2 separate regions of the Mus musculus genome follow, and region 1 is linked to region 2. The links are chromatin contacts, called in public HiChIP or PLAC-seq maps. All regions are on one chromosome and are shown on one strand. The core of a region is the stretch at or near the end of the contact, and the rest is flanking DNA. Distances in the headings are between cores, read along the strand shown. Region 1 holds the start of Cdh15 (cadherin 15). Region 2 overlaps Galns (galactosamine (N-acetyl)-6-sulfate sulfatase).

Region 1 (4,425 bases), core at 954-3,453, 250 kb before region 2:
CATCTCTCTGGACTATCCGTGATGCACCGCAACCCAGCTCAGGAGTAGCAATTAGAGAGACTGAACCCCAAGTGCAGGGGCTGAGGGGGTCATCTTTATGAGTGCTAGTACTAATGTGTGGATGATACTGGGATTAGAACCCCAGATCTCAAGCGTGCTTAGCAAGTGTTCTACTGGCTACAGCCTTGGCAGCTTTTAGTTTTCTTTTGAGGTGAGGTATCAGTAAATTGCCCAGGCTGGCCGTGAACTTGTGATCTTCCTGCTTCAGCTTCCTGAGCAGCTAAAATTTGAGGCCTGGCGGGGACCAGTTTTGAACGCAATACACCCCCTGGTGCTGCCATGGAGTTCTGGAAGCTCAGATTCCAGAGGGAGCCAGGATAGGGAGGCCATGGAGTGAGCTGCGAATCTGAATCCGTGCACAGCCCACTTCCAACCCCAAACAGAGGAGCCCAAGACAGAGCAGCTGGGCCAGGGTAGCCAGGGAAAAGCCCAGTAAGGAAGCAAGAATGACCAGACGGCAGCAGCCCCAGGACCTGGTGTGTGGACAAAAGCCTACAGAAGCACTAAAGCTGGGGGGGGGGCACATTTGGGGGAGGTAGGAAAAGTTCCCCAGGCACTGGAGCTAATTTGAGTGCTGCTGTGAAGTAAGTGCAGGAGGCCAGGCCTCGGGGCGGGGCGGGTCCTTGCCCCCACCTGACTGCCGGGGCCTCCAGATGCCTGGGGGGGGGGCAGTTGCCCTAGTGCAACAGAGAGGGGGGGCTTGGTGATGGAGGGGGAGAAGAATGCTACCCAACACTACCCACCCTCCAGCCTTGGGGGTGCTGTTACTGTAGCCAGTGGGGAGCAAATCCCAGCCCAGGGTATGGAGGGGGCTCTGATGGGTCAGGGCGTTATGCACAAGACTGGGGTTCTGTGTTGGGTCTTAACTAGCCTAGCAGATGTGCCCAGGTAAGGGAATGTGGGCCCCCAAAGCTGGGGTGTTGCTGGTTGGAAGTGTAGGGCTGATGACCCAGGGCCAGCTGCAAGGGGGGCTCTCTGGCCAGGCTCCTGTCAGCTGCCGAGAACTGAAACTTGAGTAGAGTTGCAAGGCTTTGTGGGAATTTGAGGGAACCAAGGAAGTCCTGAAGTGTGTTCCCGGAAGGGACGGACCCCCCACCACACACCCATGCAATGCTGGTTGACCTCTCTCCACACACAGCAATTCTTTGTGCTCGCCACCTGTTGCCTCTGGGCGCAGAGGCTGGCCACAGCCTCAGTGCACATCTCTGTGGAAAGGGACCCTGGCAGGGACCACAGAATCCACATTCCCGTTCTGGCCAGTCCAGGACCATTCAGCAGCCAGTCTGAGGACTGCCAACAGCAGGAAAAACTGGGGACCTGGGCTTTACCCATCCTTCTTTGTGCCATGTTAAGAAGACAGGGTACCAGAGACTGACTGATCTGGGGACCACAGATCACTCCATCTCCAGGCGGATCCAGGCACAGCCGCTGGCCCGGTCAGGTCAAAGGCAGTGTGAACTGAGAGTGTGTTGGGCTACTCTGGCCTGGAGTTATTTTCTCTGGATTCTTAGGTCCTGTAGGGAAGCGTTGCAGCTCCTCTAGGACCACTGGGTAGAGACTCAGGCACCACCAAGACCAACCAGGGGCATAAGTGTTACAGACACTGTGGCTTTCTGCCCCTTCTCTCTGCCTCGTGCTCTGGAATAGAAAGACCTCTCAAGACTGGCCACCCTTAGGCTCTGGGAGGCTCCAGGGAGCACCTGTGATATGCTTCCAGACTGAAGGGACAGCCCAATGGCTGTTCCCGTGCCTCAGAGATGCTTCCAGTCCTGAACCATTTTGCTCACTGATGTGCAGGTCAGTCGCCCTCCCTCTGGAAGCCCCTAAACACAGGACACCCCTTCCTACAATGCTTCAGAGAGTGCGGCCCACCCTGGACACTGCAGGCCGCAGCTCTCAGGTTCCCCCAAAGACACTCCAGGCCAGTGGTCCCAGGAAAGCTATCCCAAAGCTAGAGGAAGGGATGCCACAGGGCTTACAAGCTTACCTGGGCAAGCAGCCCGAGGGCGAGGAGCAGAGCAGAACCCATTGAGGCAGTGGCGGAAGAGCCGAGGACAAGTGGCCGACTGGGCGGCCGGTGGAACGGGCGGTGGTGCTTCTTCTACCCCCACGCTGAGAGCATTGGGCTGAGTGACAGCGCAAGTGCTTGGGGAGCAGGCCAAGGGACTGCACGTGTGTGGTGGGGCGGGGCCAGGGCGGGGTCTGGGCAGGGCTAGGGCTGAGTGACTGCATGGGGGGCAGAGTCATGGGCGGGATCAGAGATGAGTGACAGCACATGTAGGTGGGCCTGGACAGCCACAAGAGTGTAGTGTGAAAGATGCAAGGCAGAGCCAGAGCAAAGTGATGGGGGGGGGGGGGCGATCTGAGTGACAGCATATGTGATCAGTGCCTGAGGGAGGCTCTGTAAAGTTTTGAGGTCAGCACATGTGTTGTAGGGGGCTCCTGGACTGAGTGACAGCATGTAGGGGGGCGGGGAGTGGACATTGGGGAAGAACTCAGCATGCCGTAGGCTGGGACTGAGGCCTGTGGCAGCTGTCCAGAGAGACCCAAGCTTGTAGAAGAATGGAGGGAGCCAAGCACAGTAGCCCATACCTTTAATATTAATCCAGAGGCAGGCAGATCCCTATGAGTTAGAGGCCAGATTGCTCTACATAGTGAGTTCTAGGCCAGCCCAGACAATGTAGAAAAACTGTCTCAAAAAACAAAAAGCAAAACCAAAAAACCCCAAAGTGGCCCCTAACCCAGAGGAAGGAGCAGGAGGATTGGGGGTCACGTTTGGATTGCCTGTTCAGGTTTGCTCTTCCAGAACACATCAGAGGCTCCTGAAGGCTGAGTGAAGGGCAAGAAAGACTGGCATGTGGCTTATTCTTAAGGGGTTCAGGCCCAGGTCTCACCCCACGGGCCACTCTGCCTTTGGCCAGAGCTCCTTTGCCTACCCCCTGCATCTCCCGCCACACCACATGTATGCAGCAGTCACCATGATTTTGTGGGATATCTTCTTTGCTGATAGCTTCTGGATGGCCCTCGCTGACATCAGCCGGCCATGGGCGTGATCCTTCTGGCTTGCACTGAAGAAGGCAGGAGACGTTACTGGATCCAAGGCCCAAGACAGGCACGAAGGGAGGGTGCCTGGTCCCTGCTGGTCCACTCCACTGTCCTGGACAGATCCCGCGGGCATTGGTAGAGACTTGGTTGATTTACATACATGACTGAGGTCCCAGTCCCTGACTAGAAAGGCTGCACCAGGCTTGTGCCCATGTTTCCTGAACCCCGTCAGCTTAGCCAGAGTTCCCAGCCCCTTCCCCAGGCAGTGTGTGGCCCAGTGGCCAGGGACTCCAGGCTGGTTGGGCTTTCCCTCCTCACTCTCTCCCTCAGGCCTCCATTGGTCCAGTGGCTTTAAACTACCCACAAGCTAGAGGCTTTCCAACTTGCCTGCGCTCACACCCATCTGACCCTATGCTGATCCGACCCCAATAGATCTGTATCAGCCTGGATGAAGACGTCCAGGTGGCTCTTGGTCCACCACAACACCTTTCCCCCCATTCTGCCCCAACAGCCGTTCTGACGCACAGCTGTTAGTTCACCTCCAAGTGCTCTTTGTCCACCCCTTTCCTCCACGGTCACCATGCTCTTTGAGGTGCCCTGCCTGGAGCATGCTTTCCTTCCGCTGTTACTTAGAGAACTCCTACGCATCCCTCAATGCCCAGCTCCACGGCTTCGGTCAAGGGAACACCCTCCCATCTCAACCAAGGTTGTTCCTTCCTCCTCTGGCCTCCTGCTGGGTGCAGCCCCTATATGGCTGGCCCTATATGCTGTCCTCTGGACTTGGGAGAAGGACAGGAAGAGGGGGGAGAGAGGAAGGATGTGGGGGAGATGGGGAAAGAGGGAGAGAGAATGAGAATTCCCACACGAGATCCTGCAGAGCAGATGAAACAGTCTGTAAACCCAGCACTGAGGGAAATAGGGAAGGAACTCATACAGGGCAGGAACCTGTAGGCAGGAGCCGATTCTGAGTTCATGAAAGAGTACAGCTTACTGGCTTGCTCTTTCTCACAGAACCTAGGACCACCAGCCCAGGAGTGACCCCACCCATCTGGATCCTCCCCCATCCATCACTACAGCCCTGGCTGCAGCCCAGTCTTCTAGAGGCATTCTCTCAGTTGAGGCTCCCTCCTCTCTGAGGACTCTAGCTTAAGTCCAACTGACACAGAAAGACCCAGCACAGTAGCCGGAGTCACATGTGGGTCCCTGGACTAGCCTGTCACCAGCACCTACCACTCTGCTGTTTGATGGGATGGTCGACTCTTCCTTCCTTTACATTGTCAGGTGTTTTACCACAGTGACAGAACAGAGCAGGGTTGACAC
Region 2 (4,666 bases), core at 1,532-4,031:
TACTGGGGATCATTGGGCGGCTGGTCTGGGCCATTATGGAAAGTCTAAAGCAGCTGGGATGCTTTCCAGTGGCAGAGATGCTTATCCATGAGCCTGGGATTAATCCCGGGCTCCATAAAAGGAAGATAGAAAACATCCCAGGCTCTGAAACCTCCTCCGGCCGGGGATCAGCGATGAACGGGAAGCTGTGGAACTTTTTATGTCTGCATTGTTTGCAATGAACCATTTGTACCGAGCCAGAACTCACCTCAGAGAAGCAGCTAGCTGCCCCACTGGACATCTCTGGAGTGACAAGATTAGACACTCATGCCCTTGGCTGCCTGGTAGAGTGTCATCTTCCCCTGCAGGTATGGCGATGCTGTTCGGGAAATAGATGACAGTGTTGGGAAGATCTTGAGCCTTCTGCAGAACTTGGGCATCAGTAAGAACACATTTGTCTTCTTCACGTCTGATAATGGTGCGGCCCTCATTTCTGCTCCCAACGAAGGCAAGTTCTGTTTCCTATCCTCCGGTCCCAGGTCACTGGCTAGAAAGTGACTCCCAGAAAGAGTGCCCAGCAGAAAGGTCTTGACCCTGGTGACTCAGGCCTGGCCTGCATTCACATGATTTTGAGTCCTCTGAGAAAGAACAGGCAAGTGTCAGGGGGAGGAAACGTCTCAGGAAGATCCTTACCTGAAAGAAGCCAGTTTTCCACAGCCTCAGGCTACAGGAGATGTTGGCTGCCAGGGCTTTGGCAGAATACCTAGTGTGCTGGGGTAGAGCAGTTTGACCGCTACAGAAGTGGCTGCAATAACACCTTCAGCCTCGGGAGCCATCCAATGCATGAATCTGAGACAGTCACCCATGATGCGCAGCTGTCAATACAAGGCTACCTACCTGTCAAGGCTGAGGGCCCGGTAATCTCCGCTGCCTGTGCTGCCCTTAGGCAGCTTAGGCTCTGATACCTCTGGTGGCTCAGTCAGTCCTACAGCCCAGTGCCCTGGGGCTTCCTGGTTTCAGGTGAACTAACCCAGTACAGCCTTCATAAACCAAAGAACAGCTGTTCGGTAATAGAAAAGACCAGCAAGACTAGCCAGGATGACCCGGGATCTCTCAAGGCCCAGCTCTACAGACAAGCTTAGTTCTTTTTTTTTTTTTAATATTTTTTTTATTACGTATTTTCCTCAATTACATTTCCAATGCTATCCCAAAAGTCCCCCAACCCCCCCCACACTTCCCTACCCACCCATCCCCATTTTTTGGCCCTGGCCCCTGTACTGGAGCATATACAGTTTGTGTGTCCAATGGGCCTCTCTTTCCAGTGATGGCCGACTAGGCCATCTTTTGATACATATGCAGCTAGAGTCAAGAGCTCCGGGGTACTGGTTAGTTCATAATGTTGTTGCACCTACAGGGTTGCAGATCTCTTTAGCTCCTTGGATACTTTCTCTAGCTCCTCCATTGGGGGCCCTGTGATCCATCTAATAGCTGACTGTGAGCATCCACTTATGTGTTTGCTAGGCCCCGGCGACAAGCTTAGTTCTTAGGCAAGCTTTCCACATACATCTCAGAGAAAAGGGCAGGACCCCATCACCTCCCAGAAGATACCCAGAACTCAACTGCTACCTAACGGCCAACTCTCAGGGCAAGAAGGTGCCTGGCAGAGGGAAATGGTATCATTTCTAACAGTTACCTCAAGATCTCGGTGCCTGCTCTCCTGTGTGGTAGTTTGGAGGCCATCCTGCATCTAAGTTACCCACAAAAATGATGGAAAAAAAGTCTCTGGAGTCTGTCAGCTCTAGCCTCCAAGTTGTTATACAACGTGAAAAGTACCGGCTAGGATACAAGCGGACTCTGAAGATGACCAGGCAGGGCAAAGCGAAACTGGTTCTCCTCACCAACCACTGCCCAAGCCTGGAGGAAATCGGAAATACAGTACTGTACCACACTGGCCAAAACTGGTGTCCGTCACCACAGTGGCAGTAATAGTGATCTGGGCACCAGCTCAAACTTCAGATATTCAGTTCAATTATTTTAAAGTGGAAAATACTATGGAGTATGCACACTGGCCGTCATTAACACAGGTGATTCTAATGTTACTAGAATCATGCCTGAACAGATTAATGCAAAGTGAACCAGGAAAGGTTTTCTTGAACAAAACTTGTCAGAGTTTGATTTTAAAACACTTAAAAAATTAAATCCCCATATGCCCATACCTATCTTAAAAAGTAGAAATGGAACACGGTCGCCTTCAGCCCAGGTGTCCTCCCCCGACACAGATCTCCTGCTATCTGGTACCCATGGCCATCGGTGCAGTTAGCCCTGCTCAGGGTGGGGGTGAACAGAGCTGCTGGGCTTCTGATCTGCCATCTTTTCATGCTGCTATGTCTGCTGCCTACAGAGAAGAAGCGGGGTACCTCGGAAGCCACAGGGCACAGTGACTGTCATTTCCATGAGATGAGAGTCCTGTTGAGTTTTCACTAGGAAATGCTTTGTTTCCCCTGCCCCTGTGCTTTGGGGGCCTGAGATGGCTCCTCGGCAGCTCATGCTGTGACATCTTTCCCTGTGGAACAGGCCCACCCGGCTCCAAGACCCCGGGGGATCTTCCTTGAGTCTAGGATAGAGATAAAAAGGAGATAGCTTCCCACAAGCTTGTTTAGGGCCTCGTGGCTCCAAACTCCAGCTGTGTGCCCTGCCCCATAGGCTGAGTAAAAGACCAGAGGGCACCTGGGGTAGGACCCTCCCCAGTACGTGATGCCAGTGAAAATTAGCATCTAAGAACACTAACTGAAGCATCAGGAAGTGTCTGCGGCTTGTGACAGGAAGGGGCTTCTGTGCCTCTTTCTTGTAGCAATGGCTCCTAGTGGGCTGGTGGCTTTAGTGAGGCAAGAATTTTCTGTTCTCTTTGGAGAGCTGTGGCCAGAGCATCTTAGCTGCCTGGCTCGGAGCCACCCAGGTTTCCTGACCTGTGTCTGCAACCTGACCTCATCCTCCTGGTCCTTTGTCTCTGCCGTGACCTCAGGACTCAAATGTGCCTCAGAAAGAGTTCAGAAGTCAGGATAGGCCACTTGCCAGCTAGGGGTGCTGTGTGTCCCTGATCTCTCAGAGGACCTGGGCCCTGATATCTTAAGCTGATGGGTGGTGACTCTTGTCCTCAGGTGGCAGCAACGGTCCCTTCCTGTGTGGGAAGCAGACGACATTTGAAGGCGGGATGAGGGAGCCTGCGATCGCATGGTGGCCAGGACACATTGCTGCAGGCCAGGTGAGTCCCCATGCCACACTGAAGCTCTATGTGCTACAAGGTCTCAGGGGCTTTGGTGTCTGGGTGATAAGGAGGCTTGGTAGTCGATTGACTGCCCATGTTCTGTGGACTTACTACGAGGGACAGCTGCGGCCCTGGATGGACCCCTGATGCCTTTGTGGCAAAGACCAGATAGGGGGCCTCAGGTGGGTGCAGTGTGTATCCTTCTGAGGCCTCAGTCTGATCACCTTCATGCCAGACAACACCCTCAACCCCAAGCACACCCCTTGTTGAAGAGTCCACTGTGAAACTTGTTGTCAGCACACTAAGTGCTCGCTGCTGAGAGCATTTATGTCACTGCTCCTCAGCTGGCCTCTCTCCCCAGTGACCTTGGAGACAGTGACTCCGTCTGGGTTCCTCAGCTTACCCTGCAATGGTGAACCTTCCCTCCATAGACTAGGGGCTAGACAGATGGCTGACTCTAACAGTCAGGAGCAGGGATCTGCTGGCCTCTGTGACAAGTCATGGGGCTGGCTCCTCAGAGAGTCTGGGATAGATCTGTCCCTTAGCTCTCGGCCTCTGGAGCTAAGTGCTGGGCTAGCCTTCCTCCATCTCCTTACCTCCACCCTCTGATCCTCCATTAGTCTGCTGTGAATACTGGCTCGCATGAGCAGTACAGGCCAGTCTCCTAGAGGCCAGATGATATGCATTCTTAGTCCCTCCCACTCTCTTACATCCCCATTGCTGAGTGGGAACCTATAGCCACAGAGTCCAGAGGTAGTAATGCAGTCCCTAGCAGCTGTCATTCTGCCAGCCACAGTCCTTATCCTTCCCTCTAAATGCATGTATGTGGGAAGGGAATCCCAAAGAGCTCTCCTGTCCATCCTGCCAGCCACTAGGGCAGAGCTGGCAACAACCATCCAGCCATGTGTCCCCAGCAACGACTGGGCCCTGCCCTCAGTCCCTAGCTTCTAAACTAAACCTGACTGAGCCTCTGCTTCTCATTACCCTCTGCTGAGGACCTCTTGACACGGAAGTCCCAGGTCACACTAATCGCCAGAGCCTTGCAGGTTGGTGGCTCTCCCAGTTGGTTGAACAGGCCTGCCTGCCATCTGGCCAGCTCCCTCTATAGAACAGGGTGCCCGTGGCAGTCAGCACATTACATGTGGAAGAAGCATGGTTAGTGGGATACTAGTGGACACTCAGACTGGCCACGACCACCTGACCCTTAGGAGAGGGGCCTGGTCCACACCTGCACCTGCTCTTCCCGGTACCACCTCTGCCAGCCCTCATGTAGCTGTGGAAGCCACTGGATCAGTTGTCACTGGGTGAGAAATGGGACACACATGAGGTGTTCCTGGGAAGGGATGCTCGGCATGGCCGATAAGGAGCCGTATCCAATCCCGGACTACGCCCCTGACCTGGCATTGGCAAAGCTCCCTCAGG

The links. HiChIP or PLAC-seq counts read pairs in DNA pulled down with a chosen protein or histone mark.
Region 1: an H3K27ac HiChIP or PLAC-seq map of acute myeloid leukemia shows a contact between it and region 2, with 3 times the contacts expected there. The contact joins the promoter of Cdh15 here to the enhancer-like site in region 2. A contact is called at or near these places in 14 of 39 promoter capture datasets (the C10 cell line, the HPC-7 cell line, cranial neural crest and 9 more), 6 of 115 datasets of contacts at active chromatin or transcription factors (acute myeloid leukemia, craniofacial prominence, embryonic basal ganglia and 3 more) and 5 of 9 other capture datasets (adipose tissue, embryonic stem cells, liver and 2 more).

What each region holds. Positions count from the first base shown.
Region 1 is chr8:122,846,152-122,850,576 of GRCm38.p6, reverse strand. Cdh15 (cadherin 15) reads right to left here and starts at 2,203. Exons shown (of 14, transcript NM_007662.2): 1 at 2,048-2,203. The coding sequence starts at 2,089.
Region 2 is chr8:122,594,341-122,599,006 of GRCm38.p6, reverse strand. It overlaps Galns (galactosamine (N-acetyl)-6-sulfate sulfatase), which reads left to right. Exons shown (of 14, transcript NM_016722.4): 8 at 348-487; 9 at 3,138-3,241. It also overlaps the pseudogene Gm45857. Among named protein-coding and RNA genes, the nearest start is that of Galns, 15 kb to the left of the region's middle. Within about 2 kb of position 2,781, at least 33 of the 459 cell types and tissues checked have an H3K27ac peak or open chromatin away from gene starts, as enhancers often do. A contact at or near this core is called in acute myeloid leukemia and hematopoietic stem and progenitor cells, where this site is marked.